Regions from separate parts of the Mus musculus genome. Here all the other regions are linked to region 2. Evidence: chromatin contacts called from public Hi-C, HiCAR-type, HiChIP or PLAC-seq, Micro-C and promoter capture Hi-C data. All regions are on one chromosome and are shown on one strand. The core of a region is the stretch at or near the end of the contact, and the rest is flanking DNA. Distances in the headings are between cores, read along the strand shown. Region 1 holds the start of Pter (phosphotriesterase related). Region 2 holds the start of Fbh1 (F-box DNA helicase 1). Region 3 holds the start of Trdmt1 (tRNA aspartic acid methyltransferase 1). Region 4 holds the start of Rsu1 (Ras suppressor protein 1). Region 5 holds the start of Taf3 (TATA-box binding protein associated factor 3). Region 6 holds the start of Atp5c1 (ATP synthase, H+ transporting, mitochondrial F1 complex, gamma polypeptide 1).

Evidence for each region. Hi-C and Micro-C count contacts between places; a contact is called where the count stands out from the background. HiCAR-type assays count read pairs that join an accessible place to other places. HiChIP or PLAC-seq counts read pairs in DNA pulled down with a chosen protein or histone mark. Capture Hi-C pulls out chosen DNA fragments and counts their contacts.
Region 1: a Micro-C map of embryonic stem cells shows a contact between it and region 2, with 5 times the contacts expected there. The contact joins the promoter of Pter here to the promoter of Fbh1 in region 2. A contact is called at or near these places in 1 of 484 Hi-C or Micro-C datasets (embryonic stem cells) and 1 of 115 datasets of contacts at active chromatin or transcription factors (astrocytes).
Region 3: a HiCAR-type map of astrocytes shows a contact between it and region 2, with 4 times the contacts expected there. The contact joins the promoter of Trdmt1 here to the promoter of Fbh1 in region 2. A contact is called at or near these places in 5 of 39 promoter capture datasets (cranial neural crest, hippocampal neurons, liver and 1 more), 2 of 115 datasets of contacts at active chromatin or transcription factors (astrocytes and large pre-B cells) and 1 of 9 other capture datasets (liver).
Region 4: a contact with region 2 is called in a promoter capture Hi-C map of liver, with 6 times the contacts expected there. The contact joins the promoter of Rsu1 here to the promoter of Fbh1 in region 2. A contact is called at or near these places in 8 of 39 promoter capture datasets (the 3T3-L1 cell line, cranial neural crest, hippocampal neurons and 5 more), 3 of 484 Hi-C or Micro-C datasets (CD4 T cells, the N1E-115 cell line and uterus), 3 of 115 datasets of contacts at active chromatin or transcription factors (astrocytes, differentiating embryonic stem cells and stem cell-derived neural progenitor cells) and 2 of 9 other capture datasets (adipose tissue and liver).
Region 5: a contact with region 2 is called in an RNA polymerase II HiChIP or PLAC-seq map of embryonic stem cells, with 7 read pairs. The contact joins the promoter of Taf3 here to the promoter of Fbh1 in region 2. A contact is called at or near these places in 4 of 39 promoter capture datasets (hippocampal neurons, liver and pre-B cells), 1 of 484 Hi-C or Micro-C datasets (CD4 T cells), 2 of 115 datasets of contacts at active chromatin or transcription factors (astrocytes and embryonic stem cells) and 1 of 9 other capture datasets (adipose tissue).
Region 6: a Hi-C map of CD8 T cells shows a contact between it and region 2, with 5 times the contacts expected there. The contact joins the promoter of Atp5c1 here to the promoter of Fbh1 in region 2. A contact is called at or near these places in 8 of 39 promoter capture datasets (embryonic stem cells, erythroid cells, hippocampal neurons and 3 more), 4 of 484 Hi-C or Micro-C datasets (CD4 T cells and CD8 T cells), 2 of 115 datasets of contacts at active chromatin or transcription factors (astrocytes and microglia) and 1 of 9 other capture datasets (adipose tissue).

What each region holds. Positions count from the first base shown.
Region 1 is chr2:12,922,474-12,926,945 of GRCm38.p6, reverse strand. Pter (phosphotriesterase related) reads right to left here and starts at 2,905. Exons shown (of 6, transcript NM_001305437.1): 1 at 2,748-2,905.
Region 2 is chr2:11,775,882-11,780,677 of GRCm38.p6, reverse strand. Fbh1 (F-box DNA helicase 1) reads left to right here and starts at 3,093. Exons shown (of 21, transcript NM_015792.2): 1 at 3,093-3,246. The coding sequence starts at 3,246. It overlaps Ankrd16 (ankyrin repeat domain 16), which reads right to left and starts at 2,925. Exons shown (of 7, transcript NM_177268.4): 1 at 1,776-2,925; 2 at 781-1,001. The coding sequence starts at 2,089.
Region 3 is chr2:13,543,099-13,547,536 of GRCm38.p6, reverse strand. It overlaps Trdmt1 (tRNA aspartic acid methyltransferase 1), which reads left to right and starts at 2,873. Exons shown (of 11, transcript NM_010067.4): 1 at 2,873-2,968. The coding sequence starts at 2,905.
Region 4 is chr2:13,268,457-13,273,469 of GRCm38.p6, reverse strand. It overlaps Rsu1 (Ras suppressor protein 1), which reads left to right and starts at 2,055. Exons shown (of 9, transcript NM_009105.4): 1 at 2,055-2,270; 2 at 2,448-2,559. The coding sequence starts at 2,451. Gm13270 (a long non-coding RNA gene) reads right to left here and starts at 1,893. Exons shown (of 3, transcript XR_865976.2): 1 at 1,758-1,893.
Region 5 is chr2:10,046,986-10,051,330 of GRCm38.p6, reverse strand. It overlaps Taf3 (TATA-box binding protein associated factor 3), which reads left to right and starts at 2,722. Exons shown (of 7, transcript NM_027748.3): 1 at 2,722-3,096. The coding sequence starts at 2,931.
Region 6 is chr2:10,077,692-10,082,054 of GRCm38.p6, reverse strand. It overlaps Atp5c1 (ATP synthase, H+ transporting, mitochondrial F1 complex, gamma polypeptide 1), which reads left to right and starts at 1,545. Exons shown (of 10, transcript NM_020615.4): 1 at 1,545-1,707. The coding sequence starts at 1,652. Kin (Kin17 DNA and RNA binding protein) reads right to left here and starts at 1,443. Exons shown (of 5, transcript NM_025280.2): 1 at 1,311-1,443. The coding sequence starts at 1,424.

The sequences.
Region 1 (4,472 bases), core at 1,656-4,155, 1.1 Mb before region 2:
GTTCAATGGAATCAAGATCTAAACTACTCAACAGATGCGCTCATTCAGTAAATCCTTAAGAGCCTCATTTACATATGACACAACATCAGTCAGGAGAAAATAGTCCCAGGTCACAGAAAACACAAGGAGACTTGAGCCTTCGGCCAGCTTGGGCTCCATAGTAAAGTATCAAACATCAGGGTCTACATAGAGAGATCCCATCTCTCTCATGCCTACTACAGTCCTCAAAACAAGACGTTCTTATAAGAGGGAATAAATAAATAACAAGGTTATAGATGCAGTGTGCGGTGGGGGAGTTAGCAATATGGGGGGGGGGAGAAGGAGGTCATCGGGAAGACAGCGAATGCCAACTCACAAGAGGGCACAGTGGGGTTAAAGTAAACATGGCGATGCTCTAGCAATCATGTGACACTTCACCTCCACCACCACTGACATCACCTGAGCCACCCTCAGCTTCTGCTTTTTCTTCAACATACCCACCTTCATGTCACTCCTCTGTGCCATGATGAACACTGAAATATACAGTCCTTTCCGAATGGCACAAATCCCTACCTAACCTGCTCCCACTCGAATCTCCAACTTCATTTTGAGTCAGACGCTGAAACCTTCCAGAAGTTCCTAGAATCCCTCAGATTTGCTCATGCTTTTCCTGCCCTAGTCGGTCCCAGTAAAAGGGACATCTCTAAGTCCTTCTGATCTTCCTACATCTGAATCTGAATTGGTGAGACCATTCCATCACCAAACCTAAAGCGCACACTCTGCTCTTACCCATCACAGCCCCTGACTTACAGGTTGGAGCTGCACACTAATTTAATCTGATATTAATATGTACATTTATTTGGTGGCTCCTTCACTCCCAAACAGAATATAAACTCAAGAGTCTGCTGCCTTTATTTCTCTTGCTCTCATTACAATCCCCAGGAGCACTCAGGCACAGAATACATATTTATTGATTGAATAAAGTAACCCTTTCTGGCCACCTTGTAATTTCAACACCAGATGTGACCAAAACACCATTAACTAAAAGCAGTATCTTATTTTCATAAATCCATAGAGTATTAGGTTGAGTAACAACTTGGAGATCAATGAACGTCTATGTACCTAGGAAAGATAAGCAATGTGTACAGAGCTCTGTGACTACAGAACTGGAACCAGAGAGAGGCCTCATAGGTCCAAGTTCTTCCAATCAGCAGCCATTTCCTTTCTCTTTAAAATAAGATTATTTTATTCTTTTATTGTTGGGGTTGCACACTGGGCTTTATGCATGCTAGGCCAGTACAGCACAGGGTCTTACTCTGTAGCCCAATCTGGCTTGGGACTTGAAATTCTCCCTCCTTAGCCTCCTGAGTAGCTGGCATTGGTGTACCAAGCCAGAGATGATTCTTATATTGTAGCCCAATTCATGATATATACATTGGAGGGAGGACCTGCCAATAATATTCAAGGTGGAGATAGTCTAAGAGATAAGAGGACAGGCTTTGGAGTCAGGAAAAACAAAACAAAACAAAACAAAAACCACTCCTCCTAACACCTTCCAGCTGTATTGCTTGAACATTCTGTATAGGATTTTGCTCATCCATACCATGAAGCTATCTGGCAAGGCTGTGTAATTAATTAGACTTTAGAGTTTAGGTAAATTTCAAAAAATAAGTACTTGGACATCCCTAGGATTCAGGAACCAGGAACAGAAATAAAATCTGTTTCCTCTTTGACTCCAAAACTACATATACTATGTTTCAGTTACTTTGATAATTTTAAAGTAACATCCAGCCTCCATAAATAAAATCATAATTTCATAAAGACACACTAGCAGAATCTGGTGTTCAAATTATCCTTTTGAAAATTGTCATCTGACTGATTGATAGTCAGAAATAGTCTGATCTTTTTCTTTTCGGTGCGCACTGCGATTCTCTCTCTTTCTCTCTCTCTTTCCCCCTCTCCCTCCTTGTCTCCTCTCTTCTTCCCTTTCCTTTTTCTTTTCTTTCTTTTTTTTTTTTTTTTGGCGTGAATTCATTATTTATAGAATGGCACCAGGCCTCAAGGATACTGTTGGACATCCATCCATCCCTTCTGTCTATGTAAACTAAAATGGAATGGTCCAAGTGGTTGTCTAGTCCCCGGGACCACTCATTCTTTCTTTGTCGCAACGAAAGCAGTATCCTTGAGTACAAAAAGTAAACGCTTGTTAGTCACTCCATGTCGGAGGAGATTTGAAGATGTCTGCCCTGGCAGGTATCACTATATCTAAGGCATCTTTACAGCCACCACTCAGAATCAGGGCGTATAAACTTTGCTCAGATATCTAAGGAGTCACATTTAAGTGTTGCAATACAGCTACAAGAAGGTAAACAATCCAGGAGAAAGTGGATTCTGCTGTTGAAGTTTGTTAAAGAAACCGGAGCAGGGAACAGATGCCTCCACCTTCCATTTCAGCCCATGTAGGGAGAGCAAAGCTACTGCAACAGGTCCCTAGAGTTCAGCAGTCAGACAGAACCGAGCAAGTACAGCACGGGACCTGCTCAGGGCCTCGAGCTTTCAAATCAGACTTTGGGAGACCTGAGGTTGGGGGAAGGTCAGCGCCCTCTGAGCCCAAGTCAGTTCTCCAAGGCTCCTGAAGCCAGGCCCCATGGTCTTTGCAACTCCGGGACCTCCAGAGAAAGGTGGCAGGGCCGCTTCCCCTTTCCCAGGGTGCCGCTCCACGTGGCTGCTTGCAGGACAAGCCCTGAGTTCCAGGCCTAAGTCCTCACCTTTCCTACCAGGTCCACAGCTACTTAACCAGCTCCGGGGCTTCCTTCATTCCGCGCTGTGCGCCGCCTTCTCCCCCTGGGAACTTGACTTGAGCTAGGTCGGCTTCCCCTCCCTTTGGGAAGTTGTCTCTCTCTTCCACCCCCACCCCCACCGCATCATCGCCTCACCCTGCCGCCGTCCCCTCCCTCCGATCCTCCCACTTTGCATGTCCACTAGCCTTTTCCCCGCCCACTGACCCTAAGTCACTCCCACTCAGATTTAAAACCACTCCCTGTGAGCCCGCGCCAGCTCTGAAACCCCGCCCATTAGGTTTCTGCTCTGACAGGGAGGATTTTAAGTCCAGGCTGAACTCCCACCAGCTGGAGGCCCTACTCAGGAGCAAGCCTGAAGTTTGCAGCTAAACTGCTCTCAGAGGCTGAGTTAAGAGCCCACCCAGTCTACATCCTAATTATCCCATTTCTCTTTGGCTCAGCTGATGTGAAATCCCCAAGGAGAAAGTAAGCTACTGGATTTTGCCCAGGTCTCAATTACAGACTCCTTGAGTAATTTTTTTTTCCTGTGTCCTCCAAGACAAGCACTGCCAATTTGATGTCATGCTGCGTTTTGTATCCCTATGATTAACACAGGGAATTCTGGCTTTCTCTCTTTTGTTGATTGTTTTGTTTTGGTTTTTTTTTTTCGTTTTCCTGGACCTGCTTGCTGCATTTAAAACTTGAGTGCTGTACTAGACCACATGAAGCAGCCCTACTACTTGGCATCACTGAACCAAGCTCAGTCAATATGCACTAGTCTGCAAATCATGGTCTTAGGAGCCGCTGTCACCATACAAAGTCTTACCTGTCTGCATTGAACTCCCATTTCATTTTAATCTGAAATCCGAGGAAGAGGAAGAACTTAGAGCAGTCATTTCTAAGGAAGACAGGTTTAGAGCTAAGAATCAATGGCTTATGAAGGCAGTTCTGTTACACTTGGAAACCAACCTGTTTCTGCTTAACGTTTAAAAATAGAGTTTTACTTGTTTAAAGGTTGTTACATTGTATTGTGTGTAGGTGAAAACGGTTTTCCTCGGAATTTCTTTCACTATATGGGTTCTGGGATGGAATTCAGATGGGCAAATCACCTTTATCTGCGAAGCCAGTCTGCAGGCAGTTTTTCTCTGATTACAGACAAGGAAACAGACTTAGAGAAGGCTCTTCAAGTTCTAGGCCAGGACTAAACTGCAGTTTAGTTTATATCAACCATGGTACCATATCTTCTTAGGGAGCTTTGATTGGAAGGCAGAAAATACTTTTATTTAAGTCAGAAGGAAAGAAAGAAGGAAAGTTACACAGTTCCCTTCTCTTTCTTTCCTCGATTACTTCTCTTTTTAAGCAATGCTACAGTAGGAGAAGCCCTTGATAAGGGGGTTAGTAAGGGGCAGATATTGAGAAAAATTTAGCTAGGTAAATCCTAGAATAAACATAGGGTCTCAAACTAAGAGAGGGGGAGAATAAATGTGGAAGTTAGGAAGAGCAGAATGCCCTCCCATGAGTAAGTCTTGCCTTTGCGTCCTGGGAGACTTGAATATTGTTCCCATGAGTGGGGCTCACACTGGGATGATATAATGAATAGATGGGTCGAGGGAGGCTTCTGGCGTGATTTCAGGGCTGGCTACCACTGTTCATTGCTCACACGGTAACCATGAAGCCGTATAAAAGTGTGCCTGGCAATGGTTGTTACGGAGA
Region 2 (4,796 bases), core at 1,844-4,343:
AAGGGAATCTTTGGGGGTGGGAGGTGGGGTGATGGGAGAGTTGGCCAAGTAATTTATGAACCATGTGGATCTTTTCCTAATCATTCAAAAAGTTTCAAAAAGAATTTCTTGATCCCGAAGGGACAGCGGTGGCTGGAGAACCACCAGCTGCTTGCCGTCTAGACTGTATCATATCTCTGGCATTGGCCTAGAGAAAGTAAGAGCTCAGGACCCTGACTCCATGAACTGCCTCGTAGACTAAGAATTAGTTCCCAGATGTCTCTCTTTGGGAGGTGGGTATTAGGGAATATGAGGCAGGGTCTCCCAGCATTGCACTGCCGCCTCAGCTTCCATGCTGCCTGGCTTACTTCTTAACTTTCTTGTTTTATTAGACTCCTGAGACTATTATCCACACAGTCCACTCTAGTTTTGCTCTTCTCTAGGGCTCTACAGCATGGAATCATTACCATCATGAAAAGCTACAAAGGATATTTGCTCAAATACAGACCAAGTTCTTCACCCAGGGTCACAGACATTAGAAGGAACAGACAAGCTTATCGTCTAACGAACCAGGAATGGCAGGCAAGATAGACACACAGGAAAAGTGGACTAACACAATGATGTATCAGCCAAAGGTTCTGCCACTTCAGAAACTTATAGTTCGCCAAGAGAGCACAGATGCTCTGATGCCTTGTCTTCTGCTTTCCCAAATCCTCCATTCCCCTGCAGGGAACTTGAACTACAAAGTGTAGACAGTGCTTGCACAAAGCCACTACAGACTCCAGAGCTTGCAGGGGGTACCTGCAGTGTGTAAAGGGGTTCTTCTAATGTTGCTCTCTGTTTTCCAAGCATCAGGGCAGACAGTGAGCAAGTACCGGAGGATCACAGGGTGGCCTTCTCTACTGGCAATGTGGAAACTGTTCCAGCCATCCTTGTTCTTCAGGAGTGGATTGGCACCGTGTTCTACAAGGTCCTGGATCACATCAAGGTTCTTCCTTGTGCACGCCATCATCAGAGGAGTCCTAAGGTCAACCAAGATGGAAGGGAGCTGAGGCACTTGGAAGAAGCCAAACCTTCACATTACCTATGTCTTTGGTACAGATGGAAAACCTAGAGGAGTCTGGTGGGGGGCGTGGCAGGAAAACACCTTAGACTGTCAGCCTCTGACTTCTTTGAGGACCGTGGAGAAATAACAAGGGGAAACTGATATATTTTCCAGCCCCTATGTTTTGACAGAGCTTGAAATAACTTGAAGGCGGGCATTTCATTAAGTTATGAGCCTAAAGAAGTTCACAGGGTCTTAGGAATTAGACATGAAACTAAAAAAGATGCCAATCTAGGAAGAAATGAAATTGTTTTCAGTGGTGGGAGAGTATCACCAACATCCCTGCTGGTGGCTCTGTAAGGCTAGAGGTGACAAAACTGCCTAAGAACTCAATATTCGGTGCATGGCGAACTGAATTTCATCAACTCTACTTATCCACTGTGGCCATGCAAATTAAACTATGTAATCGTGAACAGGAATTTTAGCAAGATGTCTCCAGAAAAACGCATCTTGGGCACACGAGTAGTACAATTCAACCGTTTCACTCCACTTGATTACATTTCCATACTCTTTCGACGGGAAACGATTGCCCTAACTAAAGAACCAAACCCACACGAAAGGGAGGTCGGGGAGAAGATTAGAAGCTGAGAAAAGTTATAAATCTAACGAACACACTGAAAAATACATGAAAATCTGCGATTCTTCAGGGAGTGTCGATATAGCTTTTCTGGACCGTGGGTTGGGCACCTACCAGTCCGCCTTCTTCAAGGAGTCCACGACTGCACCTCGGCCCAGGAGGTAGCGCACGCAGTCCCGGTGGCCCATAGAGGCAGCTTCGTGCAGAGGCCGCTTGTAGTCTCGGTTGGTAGCCTCGATGTCCATACTCCAAGCCTCCACTAGGTACGCTAGGATATCCTGGCGTCCGTGGCGTGCTGCACAGTGGAGAAGGGTGTCTCCGGCTGGCCCCCGGCAACCTCTAGCTACCGCCAGTTCCTCCTGAAGGTCACGCAGTCGGCCCTCTTGCACCAGCCTGCAGAGGCGCCGCGGATCCCCAGGCAGAGCCATCGCCCTGGACCAGGATGGACAAAAGTAGGAGGAAGACCCAGGTTCAGTCTTAGAGCAGATCTGTGCTATGATAGGTTGGGAGGTGAGAGAAGGCTGGCGCTTCCGCTTCCGCTTCCTCCACGTGACCCTTTTCCCCGACTCTCGGCACCGCCCCCTGCCCGCCCCCAGCCAGATTCTCTCCGCTAGCGTCTTTAATGCTTCTTGCCCTGGTTTGGAAGTCACAGTCTCCAAATGTAGAATGGTGTCCCCTCAGGCGACAACATGCACACTCGTAGGTCATTCTGGTTACCGCGCATCACACACGCGTACTCGTCAGGGTGGGGCCTCGGGCTCCCAGGGCTTGGGGTAAGGCTGTGTGCACCTGACATCCTGGAGCTGTCCCTTGCACCCGAGTGAACTGGGAACGGAAGACCTATCAGAATGGAGGGTGCCAGTGTACCGCGAAGTCCTGCACGCGGGACTTCTGGCCTCGCATCCCAGATGTGGTCTGCTCTCCACCGGACAGCTTCTGGGAATGTTTGCTGGGCTGCTCCGGTGGTAGCTGCACAGGCAGTCGAGAGCACGCTGCCCACCACCCTGGAACCTAGCTGGCCCACCCCTGGCCTGAGGATGTCTGCCGGACTGACAGCCGCATCCTTCGGCTGACCAGGCTCACAACAGCAAGGGTTTCTGGGGCCTCTCAGAGCTGGAACGGTGTCCTTGTGCTCCGCCCGATCCTCACCCAATCCGCAGCCGACCCCAGCCCCCTCCCCGCCCGCTGCTGTCTCCTGGGCCCCCGCGGGGACCCAGGGAGCTCTAAGGAACTCTGGGAAAGTTTCCTTCGCCTCCTCCGCGGTGGCGAAAGCACAGACGGGGCGTGGCTCTCAAGACACTGAGCCACGCCCCCTCCCGCTTCGCGTACGGATTGGTTCCAGAGTCTGTCCGTCCGCGTGACCCTTCCAGTTCGGAGTGCTTCGATTGGTTCACGGGCCTGTCCGTCGTCTCCGGTGGGAGGGTGCGTCTTGGCAGCGAAGAGGCGGAGCTCGCGGAGGAAGTCTGCAGTCGTCTGTGCTCGCTGTCTGGGCCGAAGGAGGGGCTTGCTGGTCGGGGAAAGGCTGAATGTCCGGCGGCATCGCCTGGGTGGTGTCGCCGCCGGGGTCCTGGGCCGGGCCGCCATAGTGCGTGAGACCGTGGACTTGGCGTGGGGTGCGAGCCGGGAAAACTTCCTATTGTGGGGTCTCCCGCGCAGGGGTCTTGGCCTCGGGGGTGGGGCCCTAGCTGAGGGTGGGCGTAGGAGCTGGCCGCGCCCGCGGTGGTCAGGAGTGGGCCTGCAGAAGGAGGTCGGATGCTCTCTGCAGACCCGCATCCCTTGGCCGCTCCCTGAGGCTCCGGAAGGGGCAGCACCTGAGAAGACAGATCCTCTGCCGCTGGCAAGCCTGGCTTGTCTCCACTGTAATGTTTTTGACCTTGGGCGAGTCATTGTATGCAGCTCCTGACGTTGGTGTTCGCCTTGGTAGTCTCCCACCCCCTCACCTGAACAGGTGATGGTGGTTAAGGGGACGCGAGAAGGCCTGGGGGGCTTTTGGAGGGTTCTTTGAGACCCGAGCCCGCTTTGTTGGCTTCCTTTCGAGGAACTAGACATTTAACCTAATGGTGTTTCCGTTTGGGAAGTAAAATGGAAGTCGCTCCTGCCAGGTTTAAAACAATTTCTTTGCATTTGGCAGTACATTCTGGTTCACTAAGCGCCTGACATTGTCTATTCCATAAACAGCCCATAGGTAGCATTCAGGTTTTAGAGACGAGGAAGGACGTCAAGGCCAAATGAAGTTAGTGATTTTTGCCACGTATTGGAAAGTTGAGGCATCTGATAGTTTCAAACTTTTTGCTACTTTGCATGGTTTTAAATCTCAACGTTTGGGAGACTGAAGCAAGAGGACCTTGAGTTCGAGGTTCGAGGCTAGTCTGGGCTGCCTACTCCTTCCTTACAAATGATTTCACGTGGTCTTGCCTTATCTCTCTTAAGTTTCTGGTCCTTTAAACAAAACCGAGAATCCTGGTTTATAAAAAGATGAAATTGGTTATTTAATTGGTATTCTAAATTAGATTCTGCCTCTCCTCTGCTCTATGAATTTCCTTTGCTCTGTGTTTTCCTTTGGGAAACTAGATATTTTTGGTGAATCTGCCTCCATAGCCCTGGTGATTTTTCTGGAGAGCGGTGGGTATTTATGCTTTAAGTTTATGAGTAGGGCTAGTACTTCTCTCTCTGTCTGGTTGAGCTGCCCATTTCTTCAGTGAAGGTCTTTGGAGGCCTTCAATTCCCTTGTAACTAACTGTCAATGGAATTGGGATATTCGATCTGACTTTTGCTGTGTTTCATGGATCTTTGGTACTTAGATGTCGTTGAGGGATCAAGGGATCAGTCCTTTAACATGTTTCCTGGTTTATGAATACATAAAAGTATTTGAATTCTAATTTCAAATGTGTTACTGTCGCATACACACACACACACACACACACACACGCCCATCTTATATTTCTCTGTTCCCCCAGGCTGACTTTAGTTTAGAAAAATTTAGATTTTTTCTTTGCTGTTCTGGTTTTGACAAAACTTGTAGAAATTATCACCAAAGCCAGCTCTTACATTGTCAATAGTTATTCGCATGCTCTTTGAAGACTTTTGATGTTTCATAGAACTCGAGGGAGCTTTAACTGGGTGTTCTACAGAACC
Region 3 (4,438 bases), core at 1,624-4,123, 1.8 Mb before region 2:
TAGGAAGGTAGAGGACCACTGTTCTAGATTTATTTAATATATTGATTGTTGAGTATATATACAAATATCTGAGACTGTGTAGTTTCCTATTTATAGTTTTACATTTTACTATGAATATATATTGATAATATTAATATTGCATAATTAGTGCTAGAAAAACTTTTCATTAAATATATTAGTGTGTATGTAGTTTCTATAAGCTGGGTTGGCTAAATATTCTATTTTCCTAAGACATTTAAAAAGCTTTCTGTCAGATTTTGCTGAAGGGACCCTGTTATAGCTGTCTTGAATGAGGCTATGCCAGTGCCTGGCAAATACAGAAGTGGATGATAACAGTCATCTATAAGATGGAACACAGCGTCCCCAATGGAGAAGCTAGAGAAAGCACCCAAGGAGCTGAAGGGGTCTGCAACCCTATAGGTGGAACAATAACATGAACTAAACAGTACCCCCAGAGCTTGTATCTCTAGCTGCATATGTAGCAGAAGATGGCCTAGTCGGCCATCACTGGGAAGAGAGGCCCCTTGGTATTGCAAACTTTATATGCCCCAGTACAGGGAAATGCCAGGGCCAAGAATCAGGAGTGGGTGGGTAGGGGAGCAGGGCGGAGGGAGGGTATAGGGAACTTTTGGGATAGCATTTGAAATGTATAGAAAATATCTAATAATATATATATATAAAGTTTTCTGTCTAGACGTTTCAGTTCGAATGTGGGGCTAAATCAGAGACTACTCTATCAAATACTAACCCAAGGATGGTTTGTTGGGACTGCGAAACACTCAGTAACCATTTCTTCCCTCTTCCTCTTCATGACGAGGAAAACAGGTTATCTCAAAGTCACACAACCAGTTACTAAAGGCTAAATTCTAGTTTTGAACCGTCCTTCTACCATACAACATCCTTTCTTACCAAAATAAGTGACTAACGAGTGCAGAAAACATAAAGGACAATGTATATTGGCCTTTAAAAAATTGGGCCTTAAGTCCAATTGATATTGGTTGGCTATTTTCACAGGGTTTAGGCCACCATTGTACTAACATAACTTTCAGAGAGAACAGCAGTGTATATCAAAGGGTCTGTGACTAGGATGGTGTTTACATTTCTCCTTTGGTAGCTAGCATGCAGAGTAACTTCCTAGACCAAAGAGGTTAGCATGCTGAGGCTTTATGTAGGAACCAACTTAACTTCTTCATGTTCAATGAGTTGTGCAGGTATTGTCTTCAGCAATTCGGACTTGCTGTTGGTTTGTGGAGAGCAACTTATAGTTTTAGCAACAGCTTGGGTTGTTTGAGAGTTTGAGAGTCAGTGACTTGTTCAGTCATCCTCAGAGAAAGCTTTCACCTGTAGCAGATGGGAATAAAAACAGCGACACAGAGCCAGACATTCTGTAGAGAGCACTGGAATGCTCAGTCATAAATGGTATGTCTCCATCAAATCCCTTCCCTAAGGGCTCAGGGAACCCCATGGAGGAGGAGATGGGAAGAGTGTAAGAGCCAGAGGGAATGGAGGACAACCAAGAAACGAAGGCCCTTTAAATCAATGTGATCAACACATATTGAACTCAAAAAGACTGAGGCAGCATGCACAGGCCTGCACCGTGTGGGGCCCTAGAGCTGCAAGGAGAACTGGGCACATCCCATCCCTAATTCAGAACAATATCTGGTTGATAACCTCCTGCAAATGAAGATTTGTTTTCCTCCAAGGGAATCTCACTGGGGAAACAAACTACTCTTAAGAGTAGGCCGTGGGCCCAGCAGTTGATGGCCAACAGGAAATGAACTCAATAGCATCATTGGAGAGTCTTTGTCTTATAATGTTGTGCCAGGGCTCCTCCTCCTTCAATTTTTAACTTATGTTTTATTTTATTTTATTTTATTTTATTTTATTTTATTTTATTTTATTTATATATTTTCTTCTCTCTTTTTACCCTACTGCTCTTTGCATTTATTATTATGGTTTCCAGTTAAGTGTTTTTATGAGTGTGCAAATGGGTTTTCCATTTCTTGGGCCTTTTCTTGTCTCCCGTCGCCCCCCCCCGCCCCCCCCCCCCCGTTTGCTTTGCTCAATACCGATGTGTTAGTTTTTGTTGTCTTGTTTTATTTCATTGTTATAGAAGCCCATTTGTTTTCTAATGAGAGACAGAAACTGGGTGGATCTTGATGGGGTGGGGAGGAGCTAGGGGTACTTCAGTAAAGGAGGAGGAATTGCAATCAGGATATATTATGTGAAGAAGAAAATCTGTTTTCAATAAAAAGAAACAGCATGTGTCGGGGTAAATAGGATGAGTCCTATTTTCATTTATAGCAGGCATCCTCCCTATTATGAATGGGCTCAGAGGGATCGGCTTTAAGTACTTGTAATTCTGGAGCTTTCTTTAGGAAAGAGCCTGGTAGGACTTAACTTCTTACTCTCGCACAGGCACACCAGAGAGCATATAGATATGTGCCCAAGATTCCTCAAAGAATTGCTTGATCAGGTCAGACTTTAAAAGAACAAAAGGAACCTGCAGTTAAAAACAAACAAACAAAAAAACCAAAACCAAACAAACAAAAAGACTGTGTTCTAATCAGTAATTTACTTCAAAGCCAAGGGTGGTTTCAGCTCTCTACTCAAGGCCTCAGAAAACACAAAACAAGGAGGAAAAAGCACAAATCAGGCTAAGGAGCGGCAGTCTCTCACTTGGGAGGCCTTATTAATAGTTTGTCTGTCCTTTGTCCCCTTCCTAGCCCTGCTAGCCCCCGGGCTCCAAACTGTGATCTTAATCTGCAGCTAGAGGAACAGGGGGTTGGGGGAACTGAAAAGCCGCGGAACCAGAAGCGAAGGGAACGGAGCGGACATGGGGGAGTAAGAGACGCAGAGAACCGGTAGGCCTAGTTTCCAGGCCGCGGTCGCGGTTGCGAGAGGATGGAACCTCTGCGTGTCCTGGAGCTGTACAGTGGCATTGGTGGCATGCACCACGCGCTGCGAGGTGAGCGGACAGACAGCTTCTCTTGGATTCACTTGGGGCCGCAGGTTCCGGCTCTCGCGCCGCGGAGGGGCGGGGCGGCGGGGCGGTGGGGCGGGACCTGGTGCGGTCGACCTCGGTTGCCCTGGAAACCACTTTAGTGAGCCTCCCTGGTCCGCCCCTCCAGGCTGAGACTCCCCTACTCTGGCCCCAATCCTTGGAGCCTAAGCAGGCCGGCTCCCCATGGTACTGTTTGTGAGGCTGCATTCGTGTGCAGCCAAATGAACCTAAGTTGCTTCAGACAAAGTTAAGGCAAGGGCGAGCCCTTTGCCCAAAGCCAAGATCCAAATTCTAGACTGGCTGTCACTGGGCTTGGAGGAAGTCACGAAAGCGGGCGGGGGTGGGTTGGAGCAGGGGGATAACTGCAGTTCAAGATAGAAATGTACAAGTATTAGTGTGAAGGGGGAGAATTAAAAACAGTAATGTGCTTGACACACTGTAGCAGCTTAGAAATTAGTTTGCTGTCACTTAGGTTTGGAAGCTTCGTAATTTCTTTGGTCTCTACCCACTTTTGTGATAACTCAGAAATATTTACTTGGTGAACTCCATTGACCAGTACTGTATTTTAGGCACTTGGGATATGAAGTGACAGTGGGTGTGCGGGCGCGTGTTTGTGTGTGTGTGTGTGTGTCTGTGCACATGTGCAAGCACGTCTGTCCTGAAGTTGCTAAGACTAAGACAAATGCAAAAAGGAAACTTTGCTTCTCTTTTTATTAACTAGAGTAACAAGAAGCTAAGTGGAGCAAGATTTTTGTATTCCTTCACTCTTGAAAGTCCCTAAGTTCTAGCCTTTACTTTTACTTTTGCTTCTGTTGCCTCTCAGAGATTGCAAATTCAAACTTTTCTACGATAGCTTTTTTTTTTTTTTTAACCTGCCTTATGTTAGTTAATATATGACCTGTTAAGAAATACTTTCCCTGTTATCCAAAGTAACTTTCTGGTTACCGAAAGCTCCCTACATCTTCGGTTTGAGGTTTGCTTATAGAAGAGGTCTTAATCATATTAATTAATAACAATTAATATTTAATTATTAATCTTTTTTAGTGTTTGTATGTTAGATAAACTTTGGTTTTAAATTTATCTGTAAGGAAGTAGTACATCCTGGTGTTTTTCTTTATTTATGCAGCTAATAAAGATTAATAACAGTGACAGCTGGCTTTACCTTTTATTAAGGGCATCTACATGTCAGGACCTGTTCTGAGTCTGTAATAAGCTAGCTTGGTGGTAGAGCCAGAAGCCTAACCTAGATCTGTCTAGCAGATCTCTTAGCCACACTTCGTTACTACCATTGGTCCCATTCACTAACTTAGATGAAGAGCAGTAGTAAGAATATTGGCTGCTAATTTGTCCACTTCTAGATAATATTTGCAATGGAATATTTTATTGTTGTAAATGTGTGTATACACATATATACACACTATAAAATGTGTCATT
Region 4 (5,013 bases), core at 806-3,305, 1.5 Mb before region 2:
TTGTTTGTGTGTGTGGCTGCCTGTTGCAGTGAGAGATGGTAAGGCAGGAAGTAGGGGAAGTAGTATAGCTGACACTCATAACTGCCATTCCCCTGCACCAGCAAAGGCAGGTTGGGGATGACTTTCTGCACAGAACTGTACTCTTGTCTCTAAAGAAACGTAACAAATAACTCAGGGAGAAAAGGATGCAGACTTAGACGGAAACAAATCCACTTACAACAGTGAGAGGGGGTCAGGAAACAACACAAATCATGCAGAAAAATCAGCCAAGGTCTTCAGGCTTGAACATGAAATGTTAACTAAGATCAATTACCAAAAAAGACTCTTGCCTGAGGAGCCAACAAAAGTAGACTGTTGAAACAAACTGACTTAGCAAACAGAGGTAAGGTTAAACTTATTGTCTTTAGAGCTGCTGAGAAAAAGAAATATCCATTAGAGGAAGAAGGGAAGGTCATGATGCAAGAGATCTGCTGTGGTCATCATAGCTGCGTGGAGGATGAACTGAACTGGGGTGAGGGAAAGTAATGTGAGGGTGCAAAGAAAGGCGGCAGTCTCCAGGCTAAGGGGGCAGGGTAGGGGTAGAAGACATCAAATCTTCCTGCATTTGACTTTGGGCTTCCAGCCTTCAGAATTATGGCGTTTTGTTACACCAGCCCTAAATGATGCTTTAAACTTATATAGTAAAACTATCTCCATCAGAAACAGCCAGAGAAAAACTATCAGTAACCTTTCAAAAAGCACTAATAAATATTGATGCTTTGGGCTTAGAGGGCTCACAGAAACTGAAACTGCATCCACAGCTTGTATGAGACTGTGCTAGATCAGTGCTCTCAGCAAATGTCTAGCTTAAGAAGTGATGAGGCAAGCCGGGCGTGGTGGCACATGCCTTTAATCCCAGCACTTGGGAGGCAGAAGCAGGCGGATTTCTGAGTTCGAGGCCAGCCTGGTCTACAGAGTGAGTTCCAGGACAGCCAGGACTATACAGAGAAACCCTGTCTCGAAAAACCAAAAAAAAAAAAAAAAAAAAAAGTGATGAGGCCTGGACAATGCAAGTTGCCTGCATTGCAAGTATCATCGTTTCATCTGAAGTGTGTTTAAGGAGAAATTTCTGCTTTCAAATTCAAAGTGCCGAATCTTTTTCTAGTACCTGCTTGGCTCATTGCTTATATATGTGTGTCTAAACTTCTGCACGTCTGTCTGACTGCTTATCTGTCATGTACCTAATGCCAGAGGAATAATTCTGGAATGATTTCCTATTTAATAGTGTGAAATTGTCACTAAGATTAAGTTTTTTACTGGGTCATCAAGATCTAGTCATTAGGAGGTAGAACCCAGAGGGTCAGCAGAAAGTTTATCTATCTATCTATCTATCTATCTATCTATCTATCTATCCATCCATTCTATTTGAAGAAAGTGGGAGAGTTCTAAGAGCCAAGATTTCACGGTTCATGGGTGTAAACACCAACTCAGACTTCTGACATAGTCGTGGTTTACTGTTAGCATCTAACCCTAAGGGAGATAGATTCCAGTTCCCAAGACCAAAAGGAACGGAGCAAAACAGTTAGATACAGAAACCTGTGAGTTACCAGCTGAGGACATAAGTTTCGGGCGGAATCTTTGTCTTCAGAATCTTTACCATAATCCAGACCTCATACCTCCACCAGGTCTGCGACAGCCAGGGGCACACGAGGGACTCACGGTAACAACTCTCCGTGGGAGGGGACCGGCAACGAAAGACGCAGGACAAAAGAGAGTACCTGACTTGTGGATTTCTCAGGACGGAACTCCAAATCCCTCAACACAAGCTGCATTCTAAGAGTCTACCTCGGTACCAGCGACCAGCTTAGAATCCCCTGCTTCCGCCCACAGAACTTTGTCCTTCAGCTAGCTTACTGAGCATGCGCAGAATCTAGATCACATGCACTTGCTGAGTCCAATTCAAGTTCCAAACTCAAGAAGATGGGCGTTCCTCAGCGTAGGGCGGAGTCTCTGAGACTAAAACGTGTACGATTGGTCCGCCTCGGGGTCCACTTTCTTCAGTGGGCAGAGCCTCGCCTGGAGCCACAGCTGGGAAACAGTTCTCCTAATTTGGGAAGTGTCAGGCCGGGAGGGGCGTGGGGTTGGCCGGATTTTGTGTGCGCCTGCGCGATCGCTGGGACAGGGTGTGTTCCTGCTGCGGGATCCTGTTTTCGGCTGATCCAGTTCATCGCTCTCCACCCGAGTTTCCCTTGCAGGTCCCTAATCACACCCACCAGGTGTTGCTCGCTGCGGTGAGTGTGCGGGGTCCAAGTCCTCCATTAAGGACTCCATGGTGATACCCATTCTCCCCTAGGCAGCCCTGGAGAATTCAGCCTGGGCCTCTGCTCCTTTCCTGCCTTAACCTGCCCCACAACCCCCAGGCTCCCATTTTTGCCATCATCCACGTGCTTTGTTGTCCTTTGCTACAGAACATGTCCAAGTCACTGAAGAAGCTGGTGGAGGAGAGCAGGGAGAAGAACCAGCCGGAAGTGGACATGAGTGACAGGGGTATCTCCAGTATGTTGGATGTCAACGGCTTGTGTAAGTTCTCTTGGACAGTTGCTAAGTTTGTAAGTAACTGCTCTCTTGGGAGGCGAGTTTCGGAAGCCTGCCATTCCACCTTTGCTCGTCACTTGGTCACTTGTCAGGAGCTTGCAAACCACAGTTAGTTCTGCTGGGACTGGTGAACCAGATGAGAACGTCACACGAGGTGTGCTGCAGTTCCTTCTCAGCGGGTGAGGGAGCTTCATAGCTTTGAAGTCCATCTTCCATGTAGTGTCCCAAGTAGCCATTTTTGTTTGTAATTTGGAAGTCACGTTTTACTCTATGAATCATGAGCTGGTGGTACTCAAAAATTACATGCATAGTAAGAATTCTTGTGCCAGTAGTATTTTCAACATTTTCCTTCATTACGTATTCCTGGGTCATTCTCCCATTTGTGTTCAGGCATTGCTCAATCTTGTGATCCAAGCTCAGCACCCGTTTAATCAGGGTGTTGCTTTCAGCTGTGAACTTATATGACTCTTACTTTATTGTTTTTTTCTCATCTGTAAAACCAGACAGGGAACTCAGTACAAGTGGGAATGGTCATAAACTCCATTGCCTGTGCCCTTCTCATGGGCATCTCCTCTTCTCCACATGGAGACGGTTATCCCCATGTGTAAATGCTGCATCACTATCGCCAGATTTTGTGTTGAGAATTCTAGTGTCCACTTTTTCATGATCTTTAAATTCTGCAAACTAATTCTGGTCTTTGAAAACACTTTTTAAGTAAGTCACCACGCTTCTGTAGGTTCCTGTGACTTCATTTGGATCCTCTGAGAGCTTAACTGTTGAGAGTGGTACCCCCACATTCCTCAGCGGGACATACAAGGTCTGATTCTGATCATAAACCGATCCCTTCCATGCATTCATTCCAAGCGATGTTGAATAAGCTCCACTGAGTGACCCTGAGCAGCCAGATCTTCCTGACTTGCAAGTCTGTTGTCTCCTTATCTATATGCCTTTCCACCTGACGTCCCTTAACTTAACTGCCAAGAGTCAGCTCAGACATCATAGCCTATGAAAAACGTTCTCTTTCTATCTTCCTGTGTGAACCCACCTTTCTACAAGGCACAGATTGCATAGCCTTTAATTAATTAATTTTTTAAAAAAGATTTATTTATTTCATATGTGAGTACACGGTTGCTCTCCTCAGAGACACCACAAGAGGGCTTCCATTACAGATGGTTGTGAGCCACCATGTGGTTGCTGGGAATTGAACTCAGGACTTCTGGAAGACCAGCCAGTGATCCTAACCGCTGAGCCATTTCTCCAGTCCAATTAATTTATTTTTAATCCAGTAGACTCTCTTCCTCATTCGAATACCAAGAGAATATGCAATGCCATGCTTGTGTTCTTGAGAATAGTGTCTGGAACACAGTCGGCACTCTAAATGTTGATAGGAGTCAGAGTAGGATGTTAGAACATCAACCAGAGGGGAGCTGTACAGAGACCTTAAAGTCAGTGGATAGCTTCCTAGGCATGAAGACTCTTGTCTGTTCTTGGAGTACAGGCTGGGATGGATGTTGACACATTAAGGCCAAAGTGGACTGCAGACATCTAGCTATCATGAAGAGTCCTGCTTTGACATACCCTTAGCATCTTGATAACTTCTTGGTTTGGGTGACATGTGTTGGTCTCTTGCAGTAAGAATGGGTTTGTGGTGATTTTTGACACTGAAGTGTCTGCCGAGGATCTAGACACTCCCATTGCTTTGGCTTTATTTCGGTTTCCACTGCTGTAAAGGAAGAAGAGGCTAAACAGAGAGCAGGGGACCAGGTGCATCTGCGCCCTGAACAGCACCTAGTTCTCTGCCTGCTGCATGCCTCCCTATGGGCTGAAGCCTGAGCCCACAGTGGTCTGAGCCATTTGTATCATTCTGGAAGATGAAGACCCATGTAATATTAACAAATGACAAGAGTAGCTCTGCTATTTCAGTTCAGCTCCATTATCTCTTTGAAGCCTTGGCTCTTACTACAGGGGAAAAGATAGCCACTTGCTTCCTGAAGGGGAAAAAAAACTGCTTCTGGTCTAATACTGGGGGATAAAAAGCAAGGTCATTTCTGTAGTTGCTCAAACCAGAAACCAAGAGACAACATTGGTATTTCTTGGAAAGATCAGCGGAAGTTTAAAAATCTCACTCCCTCTGCTGGTGTTGGCTTAAGGAAGGGCTGGGTGTATTGAGTCCTTGCTGTCAGGACTCCTAAGAACCTGGAAGACTGTAGAGTGTTCACTGGAAGCCTGACCCTAAACTGGCTTTATCAGCCACTCACTGGATTGGAGCTCAGTGGTGGAGCGTTTGTGTAGAACATGTGCAGTTCTGGGGTTCATCTCAAACACAACACAAATAAATTTAAAACAGCAATCAGTTGGCATCCAATGTGGGTGCTATATGATAAAATTACCTCGAGTATTGTGTAAGAATTCTCTTCTTCTCTTCTCTTCTCTTCTCTT
Region 5 (4,345 bases), core at 1,473-3,972, 1.7 Mb after region 2:
TCTCAAGGACTTAAGCCTTCCATGGAACTGACTCAGCTGTAAACAGTACATTGGCCTAAGTTCACACACCCTTTCCTGCAAAGTCTACACAAATCACCTATGAATTTGGCAATGTTAAAGGTCCAAGAGTTTCAGCAAGCACCCTGAGATTGGCTGAGGCCTTCCTTGACAGTGTATCTGCCTGGCTCCCACTCCTTCCCTCCCACATTTGGTGTCCCAAGAGTGCTCCCAGATAAACCTGCTGTAGAGTTCCCTCCATCCCACACTTAGCTTCCTGGGAAACCAGAGTCGTGGCCATATGGTCATACATATGGTTACACAGGGAACGGTGCTGGTTTCGGAGGATAAATGCTCAGCTTTTCAGACTTAAGTGGCATGAGGTTTGCAGCTTATTTTCAAGCTGTTCTTGGAAAAGGTGAGTATAAGTTAATTAAAATATTTCCATATATAGTAAATGTGGCAAAATGTTAATAATCCATGAATCTTGTTTGTTTCAGCTTTTCTGTAGTTTTGAATTTTTTCCACTACACTCAGGCAAATAAAGAGGTAGTAGGGGAAGGGAATCCAAGGTATGAGTTTCAAATTAAGGAAATGTTCAATGTTATGAAACAGTTCTAAAAATGAGCTAGGCACAGTGACACACACCTTTAGTCTCAGAACTTGGGAGGCAGAAGGAGGCAGATATTTGAGTTTGAGGCCTGCCTGCTCTAGAGTTCTAGGACAGCCAGAGCTCCACAGAAACACTGTCTGGAAAAAAACAACAAAAAAATTAAAAATGTTCAATTAAGGCCCGAGACGAGATGAAAAGTATCCTTGTGATTTTGCATCAAACAGGCTCCTGACACTTGGGCACAGAACTCCCAATGGACTGAGTGTCGATGCTTCTCTCCAGACTGCCATTTGTCAAAACTAACATGGTTTCAGATTTATTGGGCTCTCAAGACTTTAAGAAGGGGATTTATTACAATGACTTATAGGCTATGGTCCAGTTAACCCAACAATGGCTGCCTACAAACAAGGTCCAAGAATTCAGAAGTTGTTTAGTCCAAGAGGCTAGATGTCTCAGCTGATCTTCAGTATACTCTGGAATCCCAAAGAAGTAGCCTCTACTTCCCGTGACAGAATGCACTTGTGAGCTGGAGTGAAGGCAAGCAGGCGAAGAGAAAGCAAGCTTCCTTCTTTTATGTGTTTTATATAAGCTGCCAGCAGAAGATGTGGGCCAGATTAAAGATGGATAGTCCCACGTCAAAGACCCAGACTAGAAGTGTGTCTTTCCACTACAAGAGATTTAATTAAGAAAAGAAATCTCTCGCAAGTGTGCCCAGTCATTTGGGGTTTAGTTGATTCCAGATGTACTAAAGTTGACAACTGAGACTAGCCATCACAGCTGCCTAGAAACAATTTATTGGAGAGGGCACATAAACTTATATACTGAATAGTCAATGGTAGATATGGCAGGCACAACTAAGAAATGGAGTAGTTAAATATAGCCGAAGTAGGTTTGGTTTAACTCAGTAGTCACTGGGATTGGTTTGGCTTTAATTTGAAACTTTTTTTCCTGTTCTGTAACTAGCTCTGTAGACCAGGCTGGCCTTGAACTCAGGTATCTGCCTCCCTCTGCCTGCCCAGCACTGGGATTATTAATCAGGGTCTACCAGCAGTTGCCCAAAGTGCCAGTTACTGTGGAGGCTCACTTCAGTCCCAAAAGTCTAAGGGCAGATGTTGCAACATAACAAGATTGAGACTCACGGGGGGGGGGGGGCGGGCGGGGGCGGACGACGGGATGGACGGACGGGACAACCCACTATTTCAACCAAACCTATTTATCATCTCATCACAGTTTCTGTTACCGTCAGGCAAAATGCAACTAGGGCTGGAAGAAGCCCTGGGAAAGGCAAGCAAGCATTCTCTGGACAAAACCAGTCTCAAGGATTTACAGAGTATTCGACCTCTGTAGGGAACTGCATTCTCCACGTCTTGGATAGACTACGTATTGTGACTAGTAAGACGCAAACTAGAACTAGCTATAAACTGCACTAAAATAATATCTTGCTCACTACTGGGGAAGAGGGGGGCAGTTCCCACTAATTGAACACGTAGGCATTTTTCCTTAAAACCAGCCATATTATGAAGAGCATTGAACGACACAATGAACAACATGAGTTTATTAGCTCTGATTGTTTTTTTTAGAGCCGGAGTCTTTTTCGGTTTTTCGGTGACTCTAGTTGGCCTCTAGCTTATGATTGCCTCAGCCTCCTGAGTGAACATCTTGGATTTCACTCAAACCTCCCAAGTGGCCACTATTTCATTCTGAATACTATCTTTCATCTTTTAATTTCGTTTTTACTTTTTTAGATTTAAGTAAAGGAAAACAATCGAATCCGCGTTCTGCGGAGTAGCTTATATTCCCAATTCTCTAGTTTCACACTTGAATCTCTATCAACATTATCGATGTTAAGTCCTTAACATTCCACTGCCTCCCTGGTTTGCCCCTGAACACACCGAGGGTCACCTCTTACTTTTCCATCAGCGGGGAGAGAAAGACACCGGCACCTGTTGTCAGGGAGGCGCAGACTCCACCTGCGCCCAGTCACTCGGCTTCCGGCCGGCGTCCAGGCTCTAGAGTCGATCCCGAGACGATCGCTCTCCTCCCACTGGGCGGAGCCTGGGCCGCCTATCTCTCGGCCTTCTGCTCGTACTGCCTCGCCCCGGCGGCCGTCCAGCGGGAGGCGGAGCGAGTCCAAAATGGCGGCTCTCAGGCTGGCGCGCTCCGTGCTGCTGAGGCTTTGAGGTGGTCGCTCCGGGTCGGAGGGGGGACGATTTCCCCGCCGCGGGGCCCCCAGAGAATGAATCGGGGGCTCTGCTGAGGCGAGGCGGCAGGGCTGGAGAGCAGTGGCAGCGAAGGGCTGCGGTGGCGTCCACGCAGCGGGATGTGCGAGAGTTACTCTAGGTCGTTGTTGAGGGTCTCGGTGGCGCAGATCTGCCAGGCGCTGGGCTGGGACTCGGTGCAGCTCAGCGCCTGCCACCTCCTCACCGACGTCCTGCAGCGCTATCTGCAGCAGCTGGGCCGGGGCTGCCATCGGTACTCTGAACTCTGTGAGTACTGGGGCTGGGTTGCGGGAGGGCTGCCCCAAGCCGGTCACGAGTGACACCTTTGCCCCTCCGGACCCCTTTGGGCATCCCCTGCAGGGGTGGCGTTCCGAAGCCGGCTTCGACATGGGGATCCTCTCAGACTCCGACCGTCTGGGGGGCTTCCACCGTCTCCTGCGAACTCCAGTCATCCCTTAGGTGCCTCTTCCTCATCCGCTAACTTCCCGCCACCGGCAGGGAAGCGGGGTCCCGGCTCGCAGCCACACACCCTCTCACCGATGCTGCTCCTGGACCAGTGCTTCGGTCTCTCTCATTGTCTCGGGTCGGCTGCGGCCAGAGCCACCCCCAGAATGCTCTCCACCTCGCTCACCTTGGTCTTTTGCCTCCCTTGCTCGCAAACTACTACAACTAGTTGTCACAGGCGCTCCGTCTACCGGCCGTTTCTTACAAGGCTGGCCATTCCTGAGCTCCCAAATAGACTCGTTGACAGCTCCGCTCAGTCAGGGTCGCTGCCTTTTTTTTTTTTTTTTCTCCCCTCTCTATCTGTTCGTTTCACAGACTTCGCCTACTACTTTTCAAGGCAGGTTTTGTCGATTTCGCTGAATACCTTTCAATAAGCATCTCAGTTACGCACGGCGTCCTTCCTCTATGCTCTTCTGTTAGTGTTGATCTAAGTGTGATGGGAAGCATCACTCGGTAATTTGGGAGGTTTTCCGGGTACTCAGTGTCGCAGTATGTATTAACTTTTTTTTTTCTGGTTCATGTCTCTTTAATGAGATTAAAGGCTCCTGTGTATGTTTTGGGAGTGAGTAAAGATAGCACAGTCCTCCGTGTTGCCCCTCTTCAGGGCTCCAGCCCTTTCAGGTGTGTTCTAGGAGAGTGGGGACGGTCCCACATGGAGGACTGCAGTTGAAACTAGGGCTGAATCCTGGTGGCCAAGTAATACCCAGTTTCCCTCTTGAAACTACTTATGGGATGTCCCCACAACTAGAAGCCAGCCCCACGGGAGGAACTTGAGACATAGAATCTGGGGACAGTGTATTGACTTTTAAGTGAATGCCCAGTAGTGTCTTTACCCGGTGGTATTTAATGATTTGTAGAAGGTACAGATCATTTTATAGATGTGTGATTTTTACTGATGTATGAGTGTGTGTGTGTGTGGGGGGGGGCGGGGATTATAACGTTCATTTAAATTCCAAGATATGACGTTTAAGGTGGCAAGTTGGATAACTAAATGAAGTGTTTTATAGAGTAA
Region 6 (4,363 bases), core at 296-2,795, 1.7 Mb after region 2:
ATGGCGTTGCACACCTTTAGTCCCAGCACTAAAAAGGCAGAGACAGATATCTATGAGTTCAAAACCAGCCTGGGCCTGGTTCACTGAGCAAGTTCCAGGACAGCCAGGGCCACACAGAGAAACCCTGTCTTAGAAAAACAATAACATGCACAGAGTTTTGCAATCCAGTCAGTGGCAGTGGGACTGGGTTCAGTCTGTGATGACTTACTAAGAAGGTGGCATAAGGTCAGTAAGATGGCTCAGTGGCTAAAGGCGCTTGGTGCCAGATGTGACAACATGACTTCAATCCCAGGACCCTCAAGCTGGAAGGAAATAACCATTTACATGTGGCCCTTTGATCTCCGTATGGATGTATCTGTTTGGTGCAGCATGCACACATGCATAAACACATACACCAAAATAAGATAACAGAAATATGACGCAGTGCATGAGGGCTCAGTGGTAGAGCATTTGCCAGGCATACATAAGACATTAAACAAAACTTGTAGCACTGCTTAATAAACAACCTCTCTGGTCCCCATCGCCACCACAAGACTACCAAGAAAGTATTAATATAAAGTAGGGTGGTGTATATCTCTGATATCAACCAGCACTTGGGAAGCAGAGGCAGGTCTATCTCGTTTTTTGGCCAGCCTGGTGAGGTCCAGACCAGCCAAAGTTACATACTGAGATACTGTCTCTAAAACAAAAATATGTATCAGATAATGTACAAGAATTTTTATTAGTTCTGTTATATTGGTGGCATTTTGGCATTAATTGAAAAGATAATACGATTACTTGTTATGTTGATTACACAATTAAGTCTTCAAGGGTGAAGGTATACTGATATTCATATATTTATATAATTTACTATATGATGTAAGCAAATATGGAAAAACACTTAGCGGTCACTCCTAGGTGCGATGGACTGCACGCCTGTACCTTTGGGAACCCACATACTGAAACTATAGGATAGCAGTAGCAAGTCGGGAATGAAGCATTTATGTCATGGAGAGTTCTTCTCTCCATGAAAAAACTCGGCGACAATCTTGCCGGTGGGTACAACTATTACCTCTACTTTACCAGTAGTGGCCAAGCCCATGTCACTATTAAGCGGAGCAACTTGAGTTCCTCGTCTTGACCGACCGACCCCACCAGGGAAGTCTAAATGTAAAACCTCAGTGCTCAGCCTAGCGATTGTAAGCGATCAGTGAGTGCTTGTCTGCGACCACTTCTCGTGGAGCTGGAGGGCTTCGCGCCGAGCTGGGGAAGACTGCGCCGGAGAGGGCTCCAAGCCGAGGGAGGGGTCGCGGCCAGCCTGAGTCACTTACCTCGTCGCGGCATTGCTTTTGGCACATCTGGCAGTACCAGCGAAGCTTCTGGAGCCCTTTGGACTTAATTCTATTGGCGATGGCCTTGGGGCTCAGAAAATCCGACTTGCCCATGGCGACCCTGAGCGCTACAACTACAAAGCGGTCGGAAGCGGAACTGGCTCAGCGCGGGGACAGGCGGGACCGAAATTGACAGCAGGAAATGGGTGGGGCCAGGGAACTCGCGGCTTCGGCGCTCACGAGATTTAGCGAGACCGAGGACGCAGGCGGAGCGGGCCGGGGCGCCTGAGCTCCCGCGCACGCGCACTGAGTCCCGTCTGCCCGACCTTCAAGGCTCCACCATGTTCTCGCGGGCGAGCGTTGTCGGGCTGTCGGCCTGCGCCGTGCAGCCGCAATGGTAGGACCACATCGGGAGGGATGCGGGGGCTCGGGCTTGCTGCGAGGCAGGAGGGATGGAGCTGCATGCTCACTCCTGGCGGAAGAAGGCCCCAGCTCAGGCCGCGGGGATGTCTGCAGAGCTGGAAGGTTGCGTGCCGGACCCCTGGTAGGGGTCAAAGAGAACAAGGTCACGGTCTGATCCCCTGAGACTGGAACGGCCATCCGGGACCTCGGGACCCGGACGGGATTCGGGTTGAGCTTTGGAGCCATCTGGGTTTCGATCAACTCCGTACTTCCGCTCCGTACCCGGGAGCACAGCTTGCAAAGTCTTTAGAAAGGCCCTGAAGGTGAAGGGGCGACCGGGGAACGTTTGGTTGTAACTTTTGGCTTTGAAGCCCTGTGAAACACTGCACGGGGGAGCAGCGTGACCCTTTAAGGTGTGATGGCTTGCTTGAGCTCTTTGGTAAGGCATTCACTGTGTAGCCATCCGACTCTTTGCTGGGTACTGGAGAAACGAAGGAACTCAAAATCAGCCCCCGCCTGAACCTGCTGGTCGCCTTGGTGCTAAAGGGGTTTAAAAAAATCTGCCGATGAGGAAGAGAAAGACATTGCCATTGTCATCATGCCCTCGTGTTGAAGTACAATCTCTGCAAGGTCATAAAACTGTCCCAAGGTCCCTCGGTAGGAGGAGGAGGCCTTAATACAGTTACATTTGTTAGCCTCCATTTGATAAAGGGATACCATAAGGTTGGGCGACTTTAAATACTAATCCTCTGTGCAAAATAAAATAGTTGTATATTAGAATGCCCAGGGAAGGTCAGGTAAAACGTGACTTATGGGTGACGTTGTATAATAACATGAACTACTTTGAAGCTAGACTGCTAGAAGAACTGGTGCTAAGGAGATTGTTAACTGTGGACAGTGTTTTAGTGGTTCCTTGTTTTTATGGTACAGAGGATTATTAAGGCGCTCCAGCACTGAACTAGGGTTTTGTAACCTAGGTTAGAGAACTGCCAAGAACTAGTTGAAATAGTTCTTTCATTAAGCAAAGAATTTGTAGCAATATGCTAAGACTCCAAAGTAGTGAGGCAATTAAATACGATAGATATGAACTATGTATTGGAAGAATGTTGGTGGTGCACACCTTTGATCTCAGCAACTCAGGATGCAGAGGCAGGTGGGTGTCTGAGTTCTGGGCCAGCCTAGTCTGCAAAAGGAGTTCCAGAGAATGTGTGTGTGTGTGTGTGTGTGTGTGTGTGTGTGTGTTCGTTCAGATGTTGTTAGATTAACCTTGGAAGTCAGCTTGAGTTACTTATATGGAGGTCAATAACAGTTGCATTCTCAGTTGTGTCTCCTTCAGCCAGTAGATATTTGTGGAGTGCCTGCCCTGCACCAGTTGGCACTTCTTAGGTGATAAGATGTGAAGGGTCTTTGTTGGCATCCAGTGGTCCTCAGCAAACATCAGCTGTCTCCCGTGTTTGTGTATACAATGTGTGAAAAGACTATTCTTTTGTCAAGTGTAGTGAGGCCACTGTCAGAATTTGATACGCTTCCAATGTTTTCTTGAGAGTTAGCTAGGTATTAGCTGGTTAGGTGTTCACTAGTTAGCTAGTTGGGTGTTTTCCTTAACTCTACACTATGTAGCATCACACACTCCCAGCATTCCTTCCAGACTGCTGATTCGTTCATAGGCATCAAGTCTAACTCCTTCCTCTACCGACTTGAAGTCTTCAAATAACACTGTATGATCAAAGAAGATGCTGATACTTTCTCACAGTCCACTTGCTTCTCCATCAGCATGGTGGGTAGGGCAGGTTTCTGTACCAGCCTCCAGAGGATGAGTCGGGACATGGTGCAGTAGCTTCTCAGAGTGGAGTTCATTAAAGTAAATTAGCCCTAAAGGCTCGAGAGGTTCACTCTTGCCATCCTGAGTCTGGCTCTAGCTCCCTGGACATGCAATTGAAGGAGAGAGCCAACCTCTAAAAGTTGGCCTTTGACTCAGTACTCCATATTTCTATTTCCCCCATAATATTTTTAACATTTGTGAGCAGTCAGGTACCTCATGGCCATTCAGTGATGGAGCTGTGGTGTAGACAGTTGTCTTGAGCTAGAGGAAGGAGAACCATAACTGCTCTTAAAGTATACACTGCACGGAGAGTTAGAGGGCGGGTGTGCAACTCAGAACCGTCTGCATAACGTTCCATGGGAGCCTGTGTCAGTCCAAGCGAAGCTTGTGCCTAAAACCAGGTTTTCTAGCTACATGTGGAGCATTAAGGAAAGGAAAAAATAGAAAAAGAAACAAAGCTCAAATGGTGTTGCCTTTGTTGTGCCATTTCTAGAAGGGATTAATAGAATGGTCTCTGTGTCCAATAGCTGGTATGCTGAAATAGTTTGTCACATATTCCATCTTTGATCTTTTCTATATTTTTACAACCAAACCTAGTATTTTCTATATACTCTATTTCTTCTTATTTTTCTTTCTCTATGCCTATGCAAATCAAAAGTTTGATTTTGGGTTTTTTTTTTTTGTTTGTTTGGTTAGCTTTTAATTTTTTCTGGTGCTAGAGACTCACCTCAGGGTTTGAACATGACAGGCAAAGGCTGTACCCCAGTGTTGCACACCCCAATTTATAAGCCAAGAGACGGGACTTTTAAAACAACTGTTTTTGGTTTTA